Regions from separate parts of the Danio rerio genome. Here region 2 is linked to region 1. The links are chromatin contacts, called in public Micro-C maps. All regions are on one chromosome and are shown on one strand. The core of a region is the stretch at or near the end of the contact, and the rest is flanking DNA. Distances in the headings are between cores, read along the strand shown. Region 1 overlaps hdac4 (histone deacetylase 4). Region 2 has its middle 47 kb from the start of hdac4.

What was found. Hi-C and Micro-C count contacts between places; a contact is called where the count stands out from the background.
Region 2: a contact with region 1 is called in a Micro-C map of caudal fin, with 3 times the contacts expected there. The contact joins two enhancer-like sites. A contact is called at or near these places in 2 of 18 Hi-C or Micro-C datasets (caudal fin and an unstated tissue).

What each region holds. Positions count from the first base shown.
Region 1 is chr9:47,775,176-47,781,802 of GRCz12tu, reverse strand. hdac4 (histone deacetylase 4) reads left to right here. Exons shown (of 25, transcript NM_001039358.2): 12 at 3,956-4,142; 13 at 5,004-5,137. Among named protein-coding and RNA genes, the nearest start is that of hdac4, 100 kb to the left of the region's middle. Within about 2 kb of position 3,727, at least 2 of the 62 cell types and tissues checked have an H3K27ac peak or open chromatin away from gene starts, as enhancers often do. A contact at or near this core is called in caudal fin, where this site is marked.
Region 2 is chr9:47,926,901-47,933,527 of GRCz12tu, reverse strand. It overlaps a transcript of hdac4 not described here. Among named protein-coding and RNA genes, the nearest start is that of hdac4, 47 kb to the right of the region's middle. Within about 2 kb of position 2,512, at least 23 of the 62 cell types and tissues checked have an H3K27ac peak or open chromatin away from gene starts, as enhancers often do. A contact at or near this core is called in caudal fin, where this site is marked.

The DNA.
Region 1 (6,627 bases), core at 2,478-4,977:
GTGAAGCTGTGGTCACACTGGACTTTTCACCCTGTAGACTTCCATTCAAATGCATGGAAACACAGCTGACCGGAAACTCAAGCTCTTGCGACAAGTTTCACAGTTCAATGTGTTGCAAAGTTCAAGCTTGGTGAACTCTGACCTGTGAAATCGCACCACGTGACTGCATGATACCAATCGAAGATCAAAAAATGACCTCTTTAAACAGAAATTTAAAATATGGAGCAATTGCTTGCTTTTTTAATAGTTTAATCATCTTGTTTAATCCCGCCTTAATAATTACTTATAATTTCTCATGCTCAAACTCTAGTGTGACCGTGGCTTAACATGCCAATTTCATCAGAGCCCTAAAAGAATAGGTGAATAAATGCAGTCTTTTATTAGCATGAAAGCTCAATGTGATTTTGTTTGTGCAGCTCCTGTAAAGTCGGTGTGCTTAACGTTTAATCGCTGCTTTTTAAAGTGAACAGGAGGTGGGCACTTGTGCTTGACGAGATCATTTAAGTCCAGCTCTTTTTCTTCTTAATGGGCAGCAGGGGTTTGAAACCCACTGCATGTTCCTGCAATCAAACTGAAATATTCATCAGCTGTATAAAGTGCTGTCCAAAACTGCAGCTCTCTGCCAATTAACAGGCTGTGTTTATGTGAACGTCCTTCCTGAGGCTTTAGACCAGCTATACCAGGACACCATTACATCATGTCTTGTTGTTTAAAATAGATATTAAAATAGGAATTTACATTAAAATGTTTAATGTGGGAAAGTTGTGTCAATTTGTTTTGAACAGAGGTTTAGCAACATATGCATTAAATGCATCAGAGCATGGCCTTGGTAATTATTGGAGACTTCTATCAAAAAAACATTTTAAATTCTTACAAAACCCAAAAATGTAATGCATATTTCTTGATGAATTTAAATAATTTAACCCAGATGTAATTATTTAATCTTTCTACTAACTGCATCACCAAAAGCCACTTTTAGGTGCTGATTAAAATAAAGTTATTGAAAAAGTGAATGAATTTAAGTGTCTCTGCATAACTCTAGACATTAATTTAAAATGTGATAGTCATGTTAAAAATATATGTAAGACTGTTCAGCCAAGTCTAAACTGTTTTAATTTTTTTTAGAAGATTTTTAACATATCAAACTGCAAAATTAAACATGCACAAAATTATATTCCCTAACTTATTGCATCGTGGTCACAAGCTTCTTTAACTACATTGAAGCCTATTAACTTGATATATATAAACAAGCAATTACAATTATGGACTTAAAGTCTATGTGATAGCATCATTGTGATGTTTTATGTAAACATAACCTTTATAGTTTAGTTAAATTAAATGATCTTAAATTGGTTTTTAAATGTTTAAATAATTATTTTCCAATGGTGGTTTCTGATCTAATCAGTGGGCATCAAACCTCTTACAGTCACACGGGCAACGGCTATTGGTAACTGTCTTGTTCCAAAGTGTAAGACCTCTTTTGGTCAATCTGTCTTCTCTGTTAAGGGAACCAAATTGTGGATTGATTTATCTGTTAGCCTAAAATTAGAAAGTAGTAAACATATTTTTATTAGTGTTCTTAAAAAGTGGTTAAAAGCAAAACAGCAGTGTTTGCACAAATAGTTGACTATTATTTTGTCTGATCATGCCGCCTTTGCTTTTGCTTTTTAGTAACTGTATGTAAAGAATTATAATGTTGTGTATACAGTTGAAATCAGAATTATGATTTCATAACCCCCTCCCCCCATTTGATTTTTATTATTATTATTATTTTTTTTTTTATTATTTCCCAATTAATGTTTAACAGAGCAAGAAATATTTCACAGTATGTCTGATATAATTTTTTTCTTCTGGAGAAAGTCTTATTTGTTTTATTTCCACTAGAATAAAAGCAGTTAAAAAAAAAAAAAAAAAAAAAAAACATTTTAAGCCCCTTTAAGCTATATATTTTTTCTCGATAATCTACAGACGAACTATCGTTATACTGATTACCCTAACCTGCCTAGTTAACCTAGTTAAGCTTTAAATGTCTCTTTAAGCTGTATAGAAAAAGTCTTGAAAAATATCTAGTAAAATATTATTTACTGTCATCATGGCAAAGATAATATAAATCTGTTATTAGAGATGAGTTATTAAAACTATTATGTTTAGAAATGTGTTGAAAAAAAATCTTCTCTCCATTAAACAGAATTTGGGGGAACAAATAAATGGGGCTAATAATTCGAGGGGGCTAATAATTTTGACTTCAACTGTATGTATCTATTTTATTTAAATTTTGTTGAGCCTTCTGTGGACAGGTGTTGAGAATTAGAAAGTCTGCTAAAACACTTGGTTGTCCAGTGTAATTGTGATATCAAACAAACAAACAAACAAAATATATATATATTATTCTGGAGAAAGTCTCATTTATTTAAGTTTTACTGGAATAAAAGCAGTTTTTAATAAATAAGTAAAAACTATAAAATTGTTAAAGGTAAATATTATTAGCCCCTTAAGAAACTTGTTTTTTGATTGGCTGCACTCAAAAAAATAACTTATTGGATAAACTGAATTTAATTGAGGGCAGGATTTCCACCCAATACATTTGTTTAGCACCAACTACAAAACAACTATTTACACAATTAAATGCAATTGAGTTGGTCCAACATGATTTTATCAAATAAAAGTTTAAATACATTTGTGTTTGTATTTAACTAACTCAAAGGTCTGATAATACCTTGTATGCCTATTAATGTAACATATATCAAAGTCTTTTAGTCTTTTTTGAAGTTATCCTAAATGAACTAAGAGACATTTAAGCATATTTCATGGGTTTCATATACCCATTGATACTGATCTCAGAACTAATTTTAGGACAGTTATTGCTCACTGAGCAAAGCAACAAGCTGCCTTTTTACTAATAAAGCTGCCAACACTTGCTTCTGCAAGGTGGCAATGTCAAAACTAAAAGCATTACTTGAAAAAAAAAGATCTTTAAACTAAAATGAAGGTTAAACTCCCAATAAGTTTTTCTATTAACTTTAAACACCTAAGATTACTTTTATTTTCATAATTTCTCTCTCTTTCAAAAGAGAGAAAAGCATGCTTGGAACTGCAAATCCCCTAACAAGGTAGTTGGACCATCACAGCTCCTTATTGTTGTCCTTACACAAAACGCTTAAGTTAGCTTAATGGTTTACAAATTTAAGTGGACTAAACATAAAACAAATATATTGGCTAAAGAAATTACAAGAGTGGTGTTGTTTCAGCTCATTTTAAACAGGTAGTTTGAACAAGCAACAGTGAATTTATTTTTTTATTATTATTATTTTTTTGTGGTGTACAGAACAAACCCGAAGTCCTTTAAGTATATTGCAAAATTAGTAATTAAATATAATGTAGTGCCACTATGGCAAAAACAAAAGAAATAAGTTATTAGAAATGAGTTCAAATTGTTCAAAATTGATTGAAAAAATCATTAAAATTTGTCTTAAAAGCCACAATTTCTTATGTTTTAAATAGTCTAAATCTAGTCTAAAAGCATAACAAGTGAAGCTTTTGTCCATGATTTGTTGAAATGTGAAGCATTTTCTATAAATACAGTAGTCAACATTAGAAGTGGATCAGTAGCTTTCATCAAAGTTATCCAAAAACTATTGAACAGCATCCGTTCTTGTCCTAGGGCAATCCTGAAAAAACATTTTTGATTCACTTTGAATGTTGACTACTGTGTTGTCCTTTCTAGTGTTTTGCAATGCATTGAGTGCCATCTGCTGGTTATATATGTAACTGCATGATAGATAAAAACCTGTTCCTCTTTATTAAGAAGGAAACATTGTTTTAAAGATTTAGCTGTTCATTTCCACAAGTCTTCCTCCAAACTTAAATTTACTGAAAGGTAATAATGTCTGTTTTTGACTTTCTCTCTCTGTCTCTCTCTCTCTCTCTCTCTCTCTCTCTCTCTCTCTCTGAGCAGCAAGCTCTCCTATTGGAGCAGCAGAGAATTCACCAGCTGAGGAACTATCAGGCGTCCATGGAGGCGGCCGGACTGTCCGTGTCTTTTCCAGTCCATCGGCCTCTTTCCAGAGCACAATCATCCCCGGCCTCTGCCACATTTCCCATCGTGGTGCAGGAACCTCCGGCCAAACCACGCTTTACTACCGGTCAGTCATTAGATAAGATGCTCTGTTGCACTGCTTTCATATGTGACCCTAAACCACAAAACCAGTCATATTGGTAGTTTATTTATTTATTTATTTAGTTTATTTATTTATTTATTTTACATTTTTGTTTTTTATTTTAATTATATATATATATATATATATATATATATATATATATATATATATTTTTTTTTTTTTTAAAGAAATTTATTTGTTCTGTCCACATGGTGACCTCGTTTGAAATATATTTTGGATGAAATTAGGTATAATTATAGGCATATAACAGGTATATTTACCTATATAGGAATACTAGGTTATACATTTACTTTATTGTCAGTTTAAAGCGACAGTCCACCCCAAAATGAAAACTAAATTATTAGTTCACTATGTTACAAACCTGGGCAGCATGGTGTCTCAGTGGTTGGCACTGTCATCTCACTGCAAGAAGGTCGCTGGTAAATTGGCCGTGAGGTGTGTGTGTGAGAATGTGAGAGTGTATGGGTGTTTCCCAGTGCTGGGTTGCAGCTGGAAGGGCATCCACTGTGTAAAACATATGCTGGATATCTTGGCGTTTCATTCTGCTGTGGTGACCCTTGATGAATTAAGGGACTAAGCCGAAGGTAAAGGAATGAATAAATGTTCTAAACCTGTATCCTTTTCTTAAGAAATGGTATTTTGATTTAGATTTTTTTAAACGCAGCTCTGCAAACAGAAATGAGTTTTGTCAGAGTTTCTGGATTAAATGCTCAGTTGTATTGCTGTCATATGTGACCATGGACAAAAAAAAAACAGTCATATAGATAGAAAAACAAAAACTTTGACTTCATGCTGACTTAAAAGTGTGTATTTGTCTTTGTACAGGTCTGGTGTACGACACACTGATGCAGAAACACCAGTGCATGTGTGGAAACAGTAACATCCACCCGGAGCACGCCGGACGCATCCAGAGCATCTGGTCACGACTGCAGGAAACTGGCCTGCGTGGACAGTGTGAGGTAATACTCGCTGTTTTATGTTCTAATGCTGACTCCATTTGATCTTTCTGCACCAAACTGATGACAGCTGGGCACTGTAGTGCGATTAAGAACGTTTCAGTCTATAGAGGGCGCTGTGGAGCCATCACAAACACAGCCACATCGCCCCGTTGATGAAACTTTATGAATAAACCTAAGCCTTTTGCTCAAGGAAAAAAGGGGGTGTGAGATTGATTCGAGTGCATTCGAGGGAAAATCAGGCTGGGAGAGAAGCAGACAACTTTTACATTAGAACAGAGGAGACAAAAAAAGTCTGAAGACCGCTCACAAAAATTTAAATAAAATGTAAAAAAAAAAAATATTAGAAATTCTTAGTTCGTGTTTTCTGCCACTTTTTTTGCTTTCCTTTTTTTTAATGGTAGCACCACATAAAGGGACAATTCACTCAATAATGAACACTATTTACACACCCTCAAGTGGTTATAAACTTTTATGAGTTTCTTCATGCTGTTTAACCCAAAAGAAGATATTTTGAAGAAAGCTGAAAACCTATAACCATTGACTTCCATAGTAGGAAAAAAAGAGCGTTTAAATTCAATGGTTACAGGTTTTAAACATACTTCAAAATATCTTCTTTTTTTGTTCAAGAGTAGAAAGAAACTCACAAAGGAGAGTAATATAGAATGTTTATTTTTGGGTAAACTAAAATCTTTCCAGCAGGATCTGAGATCAGTCAAAGAAGCAGTATTGTTAATTATTATTGTTAAGAGTTGTGAAATGTTGCCACTATCAATTTGAACAACAATAATTTTTATGTCTGCACAAAACTCCATACAAAAAAAAGCACCGCATTTTGTTTATTTGTTAAAAATTAATAATAATGTTCATTGTAATAGTGTTCATTTTCTTGTTTAGACGCATTGTTTTGCTTTATAATACACACTATACATATAATGTAAAATAAATATTGTCCCCAACTGTGGATGACTTTTAGTCTCGATTAAAATTGTACCTTTTTAGTTGAGCTTTTAGAGTCAATTGAAGAGATCAGGTTTTCAATGTTAAATTATTGAAAGAAGGTGAAAGTAAGGGCCAATTGGAGGAGGCTCATTCATTATCCTTGTGCTGCAGATGGTCTGTTTAACTGTATTCTCACTAGTGAAGCATTCAGTTTTTTCTCTTACTAAGTCGCCATGTTAATAGCAAATACGCCAAAGTGCGACACAACTGACTCTTAAAGGGAATGGGAGAGGAGACTCTGACTGGTTTATTCTCAAAACACACTCAGAACTCATTAAGAAAATAAGCTCAACCCTGTTAGACCATGTGCCGCATCACACAGCGTATTTTTCCGTTCTTAAAATTGCAAAAGTGGATTCAGACATACCCTCAATGTTTGTGTGCCATGCGCTTTAGACTTTGGGTCTAGATCGTTAAAATAGAACCCTATGTGTTTTACTTGTCTTGAAAATGCTTCTTGATTTAAGAATTGTTAGATTTTCCTACTCTAA
Region 2 (6,627 bases), core at 1,263-3,762, 150 kb before region 1:
TATTGTCATGCTTATTTGCTTTTAAAATGTTTTATTTATGTTTTATTTGTTTTGTTTTTAGCATCTTATTTTTTTTTCTTTTTTTTTATTTATCAGCATATATTACAATTGAATAAATGAAATCCTAGTCTTCCACTAGTTTCCCACCAGTGACAATATACAGCCATATCTCACTACCACAAGTATGACATTGCATTCATACAACAGTTTGGCAGCATAATCATGTGTATAAAAAAGAAAATCAAACATGGAGAGTCTCAAAGAACTGCTTTCTTCCACCACTCATTCATATCTGCAGCTGATGGTCAGAACAACAGAAACTTACTAATTCACCAATATCACTTTAGAGCTAGTATATGAATGATTCTCTAGCCCAATGTCTAAAGCAGTGGTTCTCAAACTTTTTTCATCAAGTACCACCTCAGAAAAAAAAAAAAGTCTGTCCAAGTACCACCAAAATCAGCAGTATTGAAATACAATAGCGTAGTAGGCCCAGTAACGCAGCTACAGCTCTGCACAGTTTAAAAAACGTGGCAGATTACCTTGGAAATATAGGCTATATGTCATATATGGCATATTATATACATCAATGATAAAATTTGATACAATTTTTAAATGTGTGTAGCATGTACATTACATATTTCATTCCTCTGCGTACCACTAGAAGGAAGACTGCGTACCTCAGTTTGAGAACCACTGGTCTAAAGTGATGACAAAACAGTTGATTTTGCTCACATTTTAAGATTATAAGGCTGAACGGCATGAAATGCTATCAGTCTACAGAGATTTTCCAGTAGTTTTCTGATGCAATTGGAAGATCACAATAATTAACCCTGAAAACACCAAAACAAACACTACCAGAGTACTATGGTATAAAGAGAGCGCTACAAAATACAAAAGAGAGAGAGATCGACTTAGAACAGGAGTCACCAAACTGGTTCCTGGAGGTCCGTTGTCCTGCAGATTTTAGCTCCAACCCTAATCAAAAACACCTGAATGAGCTAATCACGGTCTTACTAGGTACACTTGAAACACCCAGGCAAGTGTGTTGAGGCAAGTTGAAACTAAACTCTGCAGGGCACCAGACCTCCAAGAACGAGATTGGAGACCCCTGACTTAGGGTGCTTTCACACCTACACTTTTGTTTCGGAACGTATCTCGTTTGCCCAGTCAGCGCGGTTCGATTGGCATATGTGAACAGGGCAATCGCGCTCTTTTCCGCGCCAAAGTAATCGCTCCGAGATCACTTAAATGAGGTGGTCTAGGCTCGATTGAAACGAACCCTGGAGCGGTTCGATTGCAGTGAGAAAGCGATCCAATCCGAGCGCAGTTATATCACAGTGTTTTATGGATATGTAATAGGCTTACGCCTATATGAAGAGAGAATTATGAGTAGGGCGGGAAGTTTCGCGAGTCTCCGGATGCCCGCAAACGAGTGATGATCTCCCGGTAATCTCGCGTCTCTCTCCCAGTCCTCAAATAGCCATTGTCGCGCACCCTTCTCACCCCTCCCCACCGTGTCTCTCCTCAGACACGTCACGCGCGCACCCTGTCAATCACCACCAAACCACCACCTCTCCTGACAGCTTAGCGGGACACTGCAAAATAAACCCTGAAACTCTGACCAGTGTGAGGAGAGTTTACTTGCACGTGACTTGTTTTAGCTCTTTTGGTCCGATTAGAAACTTTGCAGTGTGAAAGCGAACCGCTCCAAGAGCAAAGAGCAACAATGTAACAATTTTAATCTCTGTTTCGGAACAACGGAATCGATTCACAGGTGTGAAAGCACCCTTAGAACGTCATTTACTTGTTTTTTATAATGAATTGATTATCCGCCAATGTGGTGAATCTTTAAAATGATATAGTTAAAATAGGCACTAACCATATAAATAAACTGCATAGTTGCAATCTAAATAACTCCATTTTCACCTAAAAAAGTACATTATGTTGTCTAACAGCTGCAATATTTGTCTAACTGTAGTCCTCGGTATGCTTGCAACACCATAGATTGGGCAAAGTAATACACAAGGGTGAATAGCCTGAGTGCTGTTATTGTAAAATGCCTCACGGCTATCAGCCAATCAGAATTGAGGTACAAACAGAACTGTTGAATAAATATGTTCATGGCAACTAAAGACTGTTGAATTGTGGAAAAAGAGAGAATCTTGTTTTAATCTAGTCTAATTTGGCCATAATTCAGACAAATACACAACTTCCATTACGGTGATGTAATAATACTTATAATGCAATATAGATATATTTTTCGCATTACAGTTATGAGATTTTGAGAATAATATGCTTAATTGGCTTCAATATAATCTCTAAAGGGGCAGAAAAAAATGTTTTATTTGTTCTTAGCAGGTTGTGAAAGATTCCCTCATGCACACTTTCCTCTTTGTTTGAGTGTTGTTATGAGCTGAGCAGCTTTTATGGTCTGTGTGTGTGTGTTTGTGTGTGTGTGTGTGAGTTTGAATGCTAATGCTCTCATGTATCCTGCAGTGAGCGTTTTCTCTCTCTCGCTCTCTCTTTCCCTTCCTCTTTTAGAGATCCAGTCTATTTATAGCTGCTTCTCCCAGTGTTATCATGCCTACTGATGTTGTTTTGCCTTTCCACATAATTACAAATCCTGCTTTAGGAGATCTGTTGCGTGTTCATTTCATGTGCACTGAGGATTTTCTTTTCCAGTTTGATAACAGGTTTTAAAGGATGTAAATACAAATGCGGCAACAAGAGAAAGACGTACTGTTTACATTGAGTAGGTTTTATGCCTCAGTGTTGAATCTTCGGCTGATGAAATACTGAATATAGGCTACTGAGTGACTGATGAGTCAGTTATTTGTTATAATGTTGTTTTATTTTCAAGATCTGAGGTGATGATCTGCTGCTGCTTTCAGTACTATGACAATAAATGTCATGTAAAACGGTATTTAATCTCATGTTTAATAAAGCCCTTAATCGGTACCTGAGGTGATCATTGTCATTGTAGTTTATGCTGTTGTGATGTTGCGTAAATAGAAAGAAAATTAAATTTTTGAGCATCGTTGTCGCAGATGGTCAGGACAAAAAAAGTCATTTTAACATGAAAAAGATAGCTTTTATTGAATGTTGTGACATTGTTTTGCATATTGTTAATATGAAACAACACAAAAGTTAATATAGAAGTTCAACATTTTTTGGTTTATCTTGCTTTCTGGCTGTCTCTCTGTCTGTAGTTCATTTGTTTCATCTACCATTTTCATCAATACATCATTCGTTCTCACTATCATATCTGTTCTTCTTGCTATTACTAATGTTCTCTGTCTATCTGTAACCGCGGGGAGTGACACATACAACTGAGGTTTGGATCCACGTGCAGGTTTATTCGTTGTCAGGCAAGCAATGTTCAATACATGTGCAAATGGGTATGTGAAGGCCATCCAGAATCAGTAACAGGCGAAAGGTCAAAAGGCAGGCGGCAGACAAAGACAAGGAGGCTAACAAGGCTAAGGTCGGTACACAGGATAACAGGACTAGGAAACGCGTTGTAGTGCTACTTACAGTAAACAAGACTCGGCAAAGTGAATAGGTGAGTGTGTAGCTTAAATAGTGTGTGCAAACAGTCTCTGACGATCCTCAGGTGGTGCGAGTAATCAGTCTAGATGAGGAAGCATATGTGAGTGTGACTGGAGTGCATGTATGAAAATGTAGTCCATAAATGGTAGATTTGTAGTCCATGGTTATTGTTAGTGCAATCCAGCGATCTTATGAAATACGATCGCTGGTAATTGTGACACATTCTGTATGTTGGTTGTTTGTTTGTTCTACTAATATTATCGATTTGTTTCTATTATCAGTTGTTTCTGTCTATCTGCCTGTTGTTTGTTTCATTTTTTTATTTCTTTTGTATCGTTCTGTCTATCTATTTGTCCATCCATCCATCCATCCATCCATCCATCCATCCATCCATCCATCCATCCATCCATCCATCCATCCATCCATCCATCTTTCTATCTGTCTTTCATTTTTTCCATCTATCTGTCTTTCTGTAATTTTTTTATTTTTCCATCCATCCATCCATCTATCAATCCATCCATCAATCCATCCATATTTTTTCATTCTTTCTATCGTTTTTTATCCTTCCATCCATCCATCCATCCATCCATCCATCCATCCATCCATCCATCCGTCCATCCATTCAGTGTTTTTTCTTTTTGTCTATTGTTCTTCTATCATTTTTATTTTTTCCATCCATCCATCTTTCTATCGTTTTCTGTCTATTGTTCTTTGTTTTGTTTATATTTATCCATACATCATTCTTTATATCTGTCTATCATTCTTTCTATAGTTTTTAATTTTTCCATCCATCCATCTTTCTATCATTCTGTCTGTCCATCGTTTTTTATATTGTTTTTATCTATCTATCTATCCATCCATCCTTCCATCCATCCATCCATCCGTCCATCTATTGTTCTTTCTATCTATCTGTCTGTTATTAAATCTATCGTTCTATCTGTCTATCGTGACTGAACATTAATGCCTCACAATCGCTTGCCATCTCTTCCCTCTTCTCTGGCAAATGTCCATATGTTGCATATGTAATTTGTGTGCAGAGCTGTAATACAATATCCTGATGACTTATGCTTCCCTGATCCTCAGCGCTACACTGCATTTCTCAGTTGGAATCATTTCTCTTTCTCTCTCTGTCCCACAGATGGACTTCCTAGTAAAGAACAGCCACTGGAACTTCTCAAGCCATCTGGAGTCAACCACATTCCTCCTGGTAGGACTGTCAGCATGCGTGTGTGTGTGTGTGTGTGGGCGTGTGCTTATGCGTGTGTGTGCATATGGCTCTATTCAAAATTGTCAGCAAGGTCAAGGGTCAAAGTTCATCAAGCAGGTCATGGAATAAGATGCTCTGATTGGCTTCTTTGACACAGTTGAGGTGGAGTTTGTTATACACAAGTTGTAATTCAGCATGCCGAAAGCTAGACTGACATGTTCATGGGAAGAGAAGTGTGAAAACGACAATTTTAAAGGTATAAAAATAATAATGACTATATTTTAAAGTGGCTATGATAACAATGCGATGTATGTTGATTGTCATTCTATCATTTGTTCATTATATCTGTCGTTCATTCTTTTGATGCATCATTTATTGATTTTGTTGATTGTTTGTTCTGTCGTTTGCTCTATTGCTTGTTCGTTCTAGCATACTATAGTTTTTTAATTAATTTTCCTTTTGCTTAGTGTCTGATTTATCAGAGGTTGCCACAGTGCAATGAACCACCAACCTATGTTTAATGCAGCAGATGCCCTTCCAGCCACAACCGAGTACTGGGAAACACCCATACACACTTATTCACACACACTCATACACTATGGCCAAATTAGTTCATTCAATTCACCTACAGCGAATGTCTTTAGACTGTGAGGGGAAACCAGAGCACCTGGAGGAAACCCACACGAACATGGGGAGAACATGCAAACTGACCCAGTCAGGGCTTCAGATACCTTCTTGCTGTGAGGCGGCAGTACTAACCACTGAGCCTCTGTGATGCCCGGATTCTTTTGTTTATTTGTTCTATAAGATGGTCTTGATGTCTACATTGACACTGCAGAAATTAAGATTTGTTTTATTTGTCTTTAAATAAGTTTTAGTACAATGGAAAAATTAGCCATCAGATGCGTATTGATTAGTTTTCATTGACCTGTACTGTCAGATCTGTACTGTTAAAATGCAGATGCCAGGGTTAAATTGATGCAAATAAAAATGGTTCATTGACAAATGAAAGATGTTTATTTTCAGTAGGAGCGATAGATTGTTTTTTGTGCTTCAGCCAAAATATTGAATATTGATGAAATATCGAAAATATGACAACAATTCCAATTTCAGGGATAAAAAAGCACTGTGGATTTTTGTGACTGGATATATACAGTTGACGTCGGAATTATTAGGCCCCTCCCTGTGTATTTTGTCCCCAATTTCTGTTTAAAGGAGAGAAGATTTTCTGAGAGAAGATGTGTTTAGAACACATTTCTAAACATAATAGTTTTAATAATTCATCTCTAATAACAGATTTTATATTTATTTGTAAAAACTGATTTTATATTTACATTTTATTTATATTTGCTATGATGACAGTACATAATATTTTTCAAGGTTCTAGTATTCAGCTTAAAGTGACATTTAAAGGCTTAACTAGGCAAGAAAAAAATACAAAAAAATATATATTTCTTAAGGGGGCTAATTCATTCATTCATTTACTTGTCGACTTAGTCCCTTTATTAATCCGGGGTTGCCACAGCGGAATGAACCGCCAACTTATCCAGCAAGTTTTTACACAGCGGATGCCCTTCCAGCCGCAACCCATCTCTGGGGAATAAGGGGGCTAATGTTATTGGTTAATTATTGGAATGGTTTAAAAAAAATAAATAAAAACTGCTTTTATTCTAGCCGAAATAAAACAAGTAATTCTTTCTCCAGAAGAAAAAATATTATCGGAAAAACTGTGAAAAATGCCTTGCTCTGTTAAAAATACTTTGGAAAATATTTTAAAAGAAAAAAATAAATGGGAGGGCGATTCACTTCAACTGTATATCTGTGCGCGTGCATGTGTGTGCATATGGCTCCAAGCCGACTAGTATCAA